2 separate regions of the Mus musculus genome follow, and region 1 is linked to region 2. The links are chromatin contacts, called in public promoter capture Hi-C maps. All regions are on one chromosome and are shown on one strand. Each heading gives the region's core, a stretch centred on a gene start, on an enhancer-like site or on the middle of the called end of the contact. The rest is flanking DNA. Distances are from core to core; before and after follow the strand shown. Region 1 holds the start of Cycs (cytochrome c, somatic). Region 2 holds the start of Krba1 (KRAB-A domain containing 1).

The links. Capture Hi-C pulls out chosen DNA fragments and counts their contacts.
Region 1: a promoter capture Hi-C map of liver shows a contact between it and region 2, with 4 times the contacts expected there. The contact joins the promoter of Cycs here to the promoter of Krba1 in region 2. A contact is called at or near these places in 4 of 39 promoter capture datasets (hippocampal neurons, liver and pre-B cells) and 1 of 9 other capture datasets (liver).

What each region holds. Positions count from the first base shown.
Region 1 is chr6:50,564,710-50,569,040 of GRCm38.p6, reverse strand. Cycs (cytochrome c, somatic) reads left to right here and starts at 2,472. Exons shown (of 3, transcript NM_007808.5): 1 at 2,472-2,625; 2 at 3,373-3,549; 3 at 3,656-4,331. The coding sequence starts at 3,381. The coding sequence ends at 3,804. 5430402O13Rik (RIKEN cDNA 5430402O13 gene) reads right to left here and starts at 2,398. Exons shown (of 3, transcript NR_027892.1): 1 at 2,019-2,398.
Region 2 is chr6:48,392,943-48,396,973 of GRCm38.p6, reverse strand. It overlaps Krba1 (KRAB-A domain containing 1), which reads right to left and starts at 1,388. Exons shown (of 18, transcript NM_001347152.1): 1 at 1,087-1,388. The coding sequence starts at 1,098. It overlaps Gm16630 (predicted gene, 16630), which reads left to right and starts at 1,566. Exons shown (of 5, transcript NR_152250.1): 1 at 1,566-2,336.

The DNA.
Region 1 (4,331 bases), core at 1,223-3,722, 2.2 Mb before region 2:
GAACTTTCTTTCTACTCCTGGCTGTCCTAGAACTCACAGAGATCTGCCTGCTTCTGCCTCCTTAATTTTGGGATTGAAGACATGCGCCAATGTCTGGAAAAATCCTATCTTCTTAACGTTTCCGTTTCCCTGGGATGGTTTTAGACCTTCTGAGAGATTCATTCACCTTGCAAAAATGAGAGTAGGAACCTAGGCCCTTTAGTTTTTCTTAAAATATATAATATATGCTATTTAAAGCTTCTACTAAAATTTCCTCCTCCTCAATCAAAACATGGAACGGGGGGCGGGGCCACAAGGAGTCTGTTGTTTGGAGGTGGACAATGTGTTCTGTCCACGCTGAGTCTAGGGCTGGCTATGGACTGAAAGGAAACCATCTCTGGCTGTACTAGAAGCTCAGCAAATGAAAAGCCTAGCTCAGAGAAGGTGGCTTGGGGCAGCTCTGGCAGGAATGCCTAGGTAATGCTGCTGCACTTCAATCTAAAGCATCCGATCCACTTATTCCCTGTACGTGAAGAACATCCTAATAGTGATTTGTTCATAGTTTTTTTAAAAAAATACGCAATCCACTATATTGAAAAGAGAGGCATTTGCTTTAAAACAATTACAACTCTTACCAGCCACTCTCCTTCCCAAAGGATAAGAATAGATAGAGCAATGGCTTTGAGATAGGGTTGGGATGCCGAGTCTTTTAAATTCAGACTCCATTTTAGAGAACCTGACCTAAGTTTGAACTCAGGTAAACTAACAGGCTGGTACCTAGCATTAGTTTCCAAGTTGCCCCCCAAAAGAAACCCAAGCCAAAACCAAACACTCCCCTCCCCCACATACACACATAAAACACAAACAAGAGCAACTCACAGCCAACTCGTTTATAAACGAAAAATGGTATCTTCTGTTCCACAAAGAAACGATATTGAGAGAACAATGACTTCAGTAAGAACTACTTTTTCTTTGGAGAAATAAGGAAGGCAGTATCAGGACTTGATTTAAGGACATATTGAATGTCTACAGATTTGCTACATCAGGTCTTTAAAAACTTTAAGAGTTTGATAAATAAGCCTATATACAAATAACTTAAAATAAACCTACATAAGGACTAAGTCTAAATGCTGAACGAGTACCCCCAAAAGCTAGGACAGTTTAATAACAATGAAAATACATCAGACCTCCTTATCTATGGTTCCCATATCCATGTCTTCAGAAATCAGCAGATCACATCACATACTATGTAGTTAGGCTTACAATATTCTCACCAATACAGAATGACTAGCGTTTTTGTCATTTTCCCTAAGTGACACCATACAGCACTGCATTTGGCAGTATAAGTTATAATCTAGAAATTATTTAAATATTGGGGAGATTGTGTAGATTATATACAAATATTACATCATTTCATGTGAAGGACTTAAACACCCATGGAATTCTGTATGGGTTCTGGGGATTGTTCTGGAATCAACTATCCCTGGGAATACCTAACAACTATACTCACACAAACTGACATCTTTGAGCAGATAGGACCAGTGGCTGGAAAGAGATCTATTGAGACTTTAGACCAGCCTTCTAACATCTCATGTTAATCTGATGGCGGAAGGAAAAGTGGTAGAATATAAACAAGCTCAACCAGAATATGTGAGTTCATACTGAGAAGGGCCCGGCACACACCAGGCATCTATAAACACACGATAAACTATGTCAAGGCTAGACAGAACATAGGGAATGGACCGACATTCATCTGAATTTGGGAGAGGGGAGTAATGAAGAAAACGTCCAGTGGCAGAATTTAAAGTGTCTGTGAGTTCGTTTTGAAGTACACCAGGAAAGTATGCTAAGGAGACTTCCATTTCCAATATGGTCAGAAGGGATGCCAAGTCTAGCGGATTCCCGGGAATCCTCTACTCAGGCGAATCCTGCTTCTCCCTTAAAGCTTGCCTGCACACCCTCCTCGTTTTCTACAAACACTAGGGGAAGAAAACAGGGACTCTGGGTAAGATGTGATCCTGTCTGCCACTTGTGCGTACCTTCCCCAGCTTTGAGGCTCTCACTGGGAGAGCAGGAAGATGGTTTAACAGAGTAAAGGTCACCAGCAGGCGTCCACTGCGAGGCCAGTGCAGTTGCGCCAGCCAGGAAGCCTTGACCAAGCCTGGGTAAAGGTCGCCAGCACACCGGCCGGCAGTCTCAGCACTCCCCGTGGGCGGAGGCCGAAGGAGTCCTAGGGCCGGGCGTTACCTGAGCCGAGCCACACCCGGATCCCAAGGGAGCATCGGCCCCGCTACTTGCCCTCGCCATCTCGCAGGCCAGAGGGTGACGTCACGCACGTCCACGCCTTACGTCCTAAGGCCTGTCGTAAGTGTCGGGCAAACGAGGCCTCTGAAGGAAGGGCGCCCTCTGGGCACATCCTACCATGCTAGCTCGCATGCGCGCGCACAAACCTGTCCTGGAGCCAATGAGGTGCGGTTACGTCACGGCGCAGCAGACGGCGCTACCGCACGTCGGGCCGCGGACGGGCGGAACAAGTGTGGTTGCACCGACACCGGTACATAGGCGCGGGCCGGCGTGTCCTTGGGCTAGAGCGCGGGACGTCTGTCTTCGAGTCCGAACGTTCGTGGTGTTGACCAGCCCGGAACGGTGAGCGCGCGACGGGGATGCGGACCGGGAACGGGGCGAGGAGGCCGGGGCAGGCCTAACCTACAAAGCCATGCAGAACTGTGGCACGGCTGGAGGCGGCGTGGGTGTAGGACCGGGGCCCGGAGTTCTAGAAGGAACTCGCCCGCCGCCCCTTCTGAGAGCAGAAGCTGCTGTTCCTTCAGGACTGGGCCAGTTCTTTTCCTGATTAAGCATCTGGGAGGGTGGGTTTGTAAAGTCGTAGTCACCCCTGGGATCTCAACGTGAGAGTGAGACGGTTCCTTCCCCAGTCCTCCCTCGCCTTCCCGTGCCGGACTAAAGCAAGAGAGAAGAGACTTAACCTCCTAATGAGACCGGAGCAGGCGGAAGCACTTAGGATCACCCCCAGCCTCCCTTATCTTTGGAAGTGACTTTAATCGGCAGCACTGACAGCAGTTTAGCATTCTGAAATGTTAAGAGTTGTAGTGGTTTTGCTTTAATGAGTCCGGTTTCATATTTGTGACTTTTTGACCTTGCCTTCTTCGGAAACTGGGGTTTGAGCTGTGGGTTTCCATTTCCCTTGGCATGGACCTGTCTTGAGCACAGACTTGCTTTAAAGGAGAGTCTCCTAGGTGATGTATTTGCTATTGAAGAATATTGCAAGTGGACTGAGTTAGCACCCTGCCTGGTGTTAAGAGGACATAAGAATAGCGGTTTGAATGGTCATTGGGATCCGTAGTACGTTTTACTGTTGGATCTTTTCCCTTTTAGAATTAAAAATGGGTGATGTTGAAAAAGGCAAGAAGATTTTTGTTCAGAAGTGTGCCCAGTGCCACACTGTGGAAAAGGGAGGCAAGCATAAGACTGGACCAAATCTCCACGGTCTGTTCGGGCGGAAGACAGGCCAGGCTGCTGGATTCTCTTACACAGATGCCAACAAGAACAAAGGTAACGGGGGGAGCTGCTGTCAGCCACAGCACAGGTTGCTTGGGTTAACCAGTGCAGAATTACCAGGTGTGTAAAACACTTAACCTCTGCATCTCTTTCTGTTTAGGCATCACCTGGGGAGAGGATACCCTGATGGAGTATTTGGAGAATCCCAAAAAGTACATCCCTGGAACAAAAATGATCTTCGCTGGAATTAAGAAGAAGGGAGAAAGGGCAGACCTAATAGCTTATCTTAAAAAGGCTACTAATGAGTAATTCCACTGCCTTATTTATTACAAAACAAATGTCTCATGGCTTTTAATGTACACCATAATTTAATTCACACACCAAATTCAGATCATGAATGGCTAGCAATGTTTTTGTTGGACAGTCCTGATTTAAGTAAAACTGACTTGTCATAAAGTGGGTACGGTCTTTATTAAAGCAACAGTTCCAGTTGTATACATGCTACCACGGCTCTCCCTTTCTCAAGATAAGATTGGACTTAATTAGCAATGTTTTACTTTCCATAAATAGGGGCATGTCACCTCAAACCTACTAAATGGTTTTATACTTAGATTTATATAACTGGGCATATGAATATGCTTAAACACTGGGAAAATTCTATCACTGTCTCAGAAACAAGAAGACTCAAATGTGTTTCAGTTTGTGTTCACTGGCCTCTTTCAGGTCATGGCTAACCACCAGGAGGCAACTGTCTATTCTTGACAGTGCAGTTTTAATTAGAATTCCCTACATCAAGGATGTTGCCTTTTACTATTGAAAGGCATTTACTGTGGTTT
Region 2 (4,031 bases), core at 139-2,638:
GTCTCTGTATGAAATTTTAGTTTCAGCACTCAGTCTTGTATCAGCCTAGCCCCATTGCCCCAGCATGCCTCAGGCTACCAGGGTCAGACCCTGTACCATGGCTGCTACTCACTGTCCCCAACTGTAGACTGTGCACACACCCCTGTGATTCTGTCACCCCTGTCACAATGAACATAAAGATCTTAGACCATCTCTGCCCCTCTTCCTTAGCCTGGGACCTTGTACTCTCAGAGACCGTGCCTGACCATCTTCTCTATGCAGTATATGAATACTCTTCCTTGAACATCAGGTTGGAGAGATCTGTGGTTCAATTCCCTCATCTACAGAACAGAAAACCCAAATAAGCAGACTCTAGGATGGGGCCAGTGGGAGTATCTGAGCAAGAGTCTTGGGCTACCTGTTAGCCATAGCTAAAAAAGACGCTTCCAGGCCAGACAATGTTCGATTTACCTGGCTTATCGTTTCTCCTGAGATTCTTGTGGGGTATTAGTGATGTCCAGCCACGACCTCAACACAGTTGCCTAAGTTTGGCCAAAGCTCGTGGACCAAAATTGCACATCTGACTCTGGGTGTCTACCCAGAAGGCAGTGCAGCAACTGCCCTGGCATCTTCACAGCCCACGATCCTGCCGAAACTGTACCTAGGCCACAACAACTGATGTGGCTCTTCTTCAGCTCTGGGACTGACATATTTTACCAGCATTAACTTCGATCTGTTTTCTTTCTCCCCACTTTTCCGGCCCAATTCACGGGGATTACGTATCTTAACAAAAATAAATGTCAGATTTAGTTATTCCCCCAAGACCTGCTGAGGCTTCAGTCGTGCACACCCTCTCACGATCTTGTAATGAAAAGCCAAAGGAATGAGTTCCCCAGGTAGAAAAAAAGCTCCAGGTCCGTGTGTCCTGGGAGAAGGGGAGAGCCTTAGACTTCTGGTTAGGGAATTCTGGGCACTGGCCGACCTTGATCGGCTCACTCGAGCTCAAAGTCGGCGGTGACGGATCCTCCCGGGCCTGTTGCCCTGGGGACTGCGCTGCACCAAGAAGCCCGACCGCGGCGTTCGTCGGTCCGCAACGGCTCGTCTTACCTGGAGCGCCATGGCGGAACTCAGCTTCGCGACTCCCTGGCCCACCCAGCTTCCGGTGCGGCTCTGGCTGGAGGCTGCACCGAGACCCTCGAGACCCTCGGGGACAGCGGCCCAGTTCTGCACGACAGGAAGCGGGGCCGGGGAACTCGCTACACCGAGAACCGCAGAGTTGGCTCGTCTGGGTCGGTCTGGCGCTTCGCATCCCGGGAGGGGTGGTCCCGCTTCCGCCCGCAGCCCCCAGCCTCACAGCGGTAACGACGCAAGCGCAGACTACACTTCCCAGAGGGCGCCGTGCCTGGGGCGTGGCTTCAGGGGGTGTGGCGGGGTTCTCCTTTACTGCTCCGTCCCTCACACCTCTAGCTCCTCAGGTTCAGGCACCCGCCTGGCACTGGTTAGTTACATCCTGTCGAGCTTGCGGCTTGCGCATGCTCAGGTGCAAACAACCGTTCATCCAAATAACCAACCATCCACTCCTCCGTTCTCTTTAGCATCCGGCGCTTTCTGAGTGCGCCCTGTACAGGTGCCAGGTTAGGATGCATGGATAAAAAGGGACCAGTTTCTCCCGTTGGCTGCAGTCACGTAAACCCGACCCTGAGTGGCTGAGGGCCAGGGCACAGTGGCTCACCGCTACACTGATCTGCATCACTACATTTTATGTGACTATTTGCTTGCTCGTGTTGCCCACTGATGGTGGCGGCCCCAGTAGTTCCTGACAAACGCTAGGCTTAAATATATGTATGATGTGTGGACTAAGTGTGTGCCCCATCTCTGGATTCATTTGTGCTGCTGTCTCTGTGGTGCAGACATAGTCCTTAGGCTGCACTTTGAGGCTCATTTTCCTTCCTGGAGCCCTCGTCTTTCCCTTCATTGTATGGGAAAAACTCAAAGAGAAGTTTTTGGAGCTTTGAAACAGGTGCTTGGAGCCACAGCAGAAGCCACCATACCCAGGACTTGTTCTCGGCTCTCCACTCCTAAAAATGTCTGCAGGGGCGTCCCCTTATCTGCGATCCGAGGAAGGACGATTTCTCCCTAGCCACCCCAGCATAGCTCTTTAGTGACTCTGGCCTACGTGGGCTCCACTGGCATACTGGCTTTGTATGCTGGCATGCCAGAACACATGATCGAGCAGAGACCACTAACATTACTGCCCAGCACAGCTGAGTGAATTTCTTCCTTCACACTCTAAGGACAGGACCGCAGCATGGAAAAAGAAAACTGAAAGTTCAGTCCATCTCCAGTAGCATCTCAGGGTAAGTCCTAGGCCTCAAGCCAGGGACCTATGATCCCTAAGCCACAAAATCCTCTCAAAACCTTTCAAAAAGAAAAAAGGAAGACATAATTTACAGCATGTGAAGTGTCTTGACGCTGTTTTGCTTTAAGTGTCCTCCTGTCTGGGCTTGGTGCAACATTTGGAGATTTGGGCCATCTGTCACTAAGAAGAGCTTACACCATCAAACTGGCTGAATGGCCAGTTGTTAAAGTTACAGAAACAACTGCTGCCCATTCATTACCCTTTTGACTATTTTTTGCCTCCACACCAGCCCTTATAATCTTTACATTAAAAAGTTTTACTCCAGATAACAGGGGTGGTAGTCTGGGATGTGATACCATGACAAACAATGATTGTGTTCAGGGAAGGGAAAAGATTTTATATTTGTTGTTTTTTTTGTTGTTGTTGTTTTTTTTTTTTTTTTTTTTTTTTTGAGGCAGGGTTTCTCAGTGTAACCAGCCCTGGCTATTGTGGACTTGCTTTGTAACAAGACCAGTTTGACCTTGAACTCACAGAGCTCCACCAGCCTCTGCATCATGAGTGCTGGCATTCTAAAATGAGCAAGGTTGCAGAGTTGTTTTGAAATGATAGTCCTTGGCTATAACAAAGGTGTTGTTAGTCCAGCTTTGGGCAGACACTTGCTGGGTGGGCAGCCTTGTAGAAGAGCTTTTTCCCTACAAGGTTGCTATGGCATTTGTGCAAGGTTGTGGTCTTGGCAGTTTTTTGTGGCCATTCTTGCTATCAGCAGATATGTGTGAGGAAACCCCATCCTTACCACCAGGGCTTCTTGACATTTTCTGTCAGTGGTTGACATAGTGATTCTATCAGTTTAACATAAGTAGCTCTAGTTTGATCTCAACAATTTCACATGAGCTCAAGGGATGGAATAGAAATCGAATACATTAAAAAAGAAACTTAGTAATTCCAATTAGTTGTTCAGTACATTGCTATTCAGAGAGCTTAACTTCTTACATATTTGGTATTTGGTTACCTGGCCATTTGATGAGTTGGCTTTGAGTGGACTAGCCAGCTGTCTTACTCAAATGCAACAGCTAGTTTCTGTGAGCAATAAACTGTGCTATCCATTTCTGCATATGAAAATTAGCTGGAATTTTAAAAACTTTTTGGTTTTCATTACTGTTTTCTTTCCATCTATGAGGTCACCTAAAAGACTTTGGAATTTCCCATGATGAAGGTTTTATAGAAGAGTTTGTTTTTTAAAATTTGCTCTACAGTCAGAGACTATGATGTTGATTGTAATGGATGTATCTAAACTTGACATTGTCTAAAGTTTACCAAGCAGCCAAGTTACAAAAAAATCCCTAAAAGAAATCTTATAAGGTTTTAAGTAAGCTTGTCATCTTGTGTTGAGTAGCATCCATAGTAGTTGTGGGCCAGTGGTTGCACACTCCTGCTAGAATTTTCTGAGACTTATTTTCTGACCAGTAAAACAAAACAAAACAAAAAAAAACATTTAAATGTTTCACAATTCCTTCAGAAGAGTGTTCATATTCTAATGTGGGTCGTAACGATCTAGTTAGAGATTAAATCAAGCATATTGATCATGTTATATGCACCTTTTATATATTATTATTTATTTACCTTTTGGTTATTGAACTGTGTTAAAAATCTATGAATTTTGTCTATTTCTCCCTTTATGTATTTTGTGACTGTG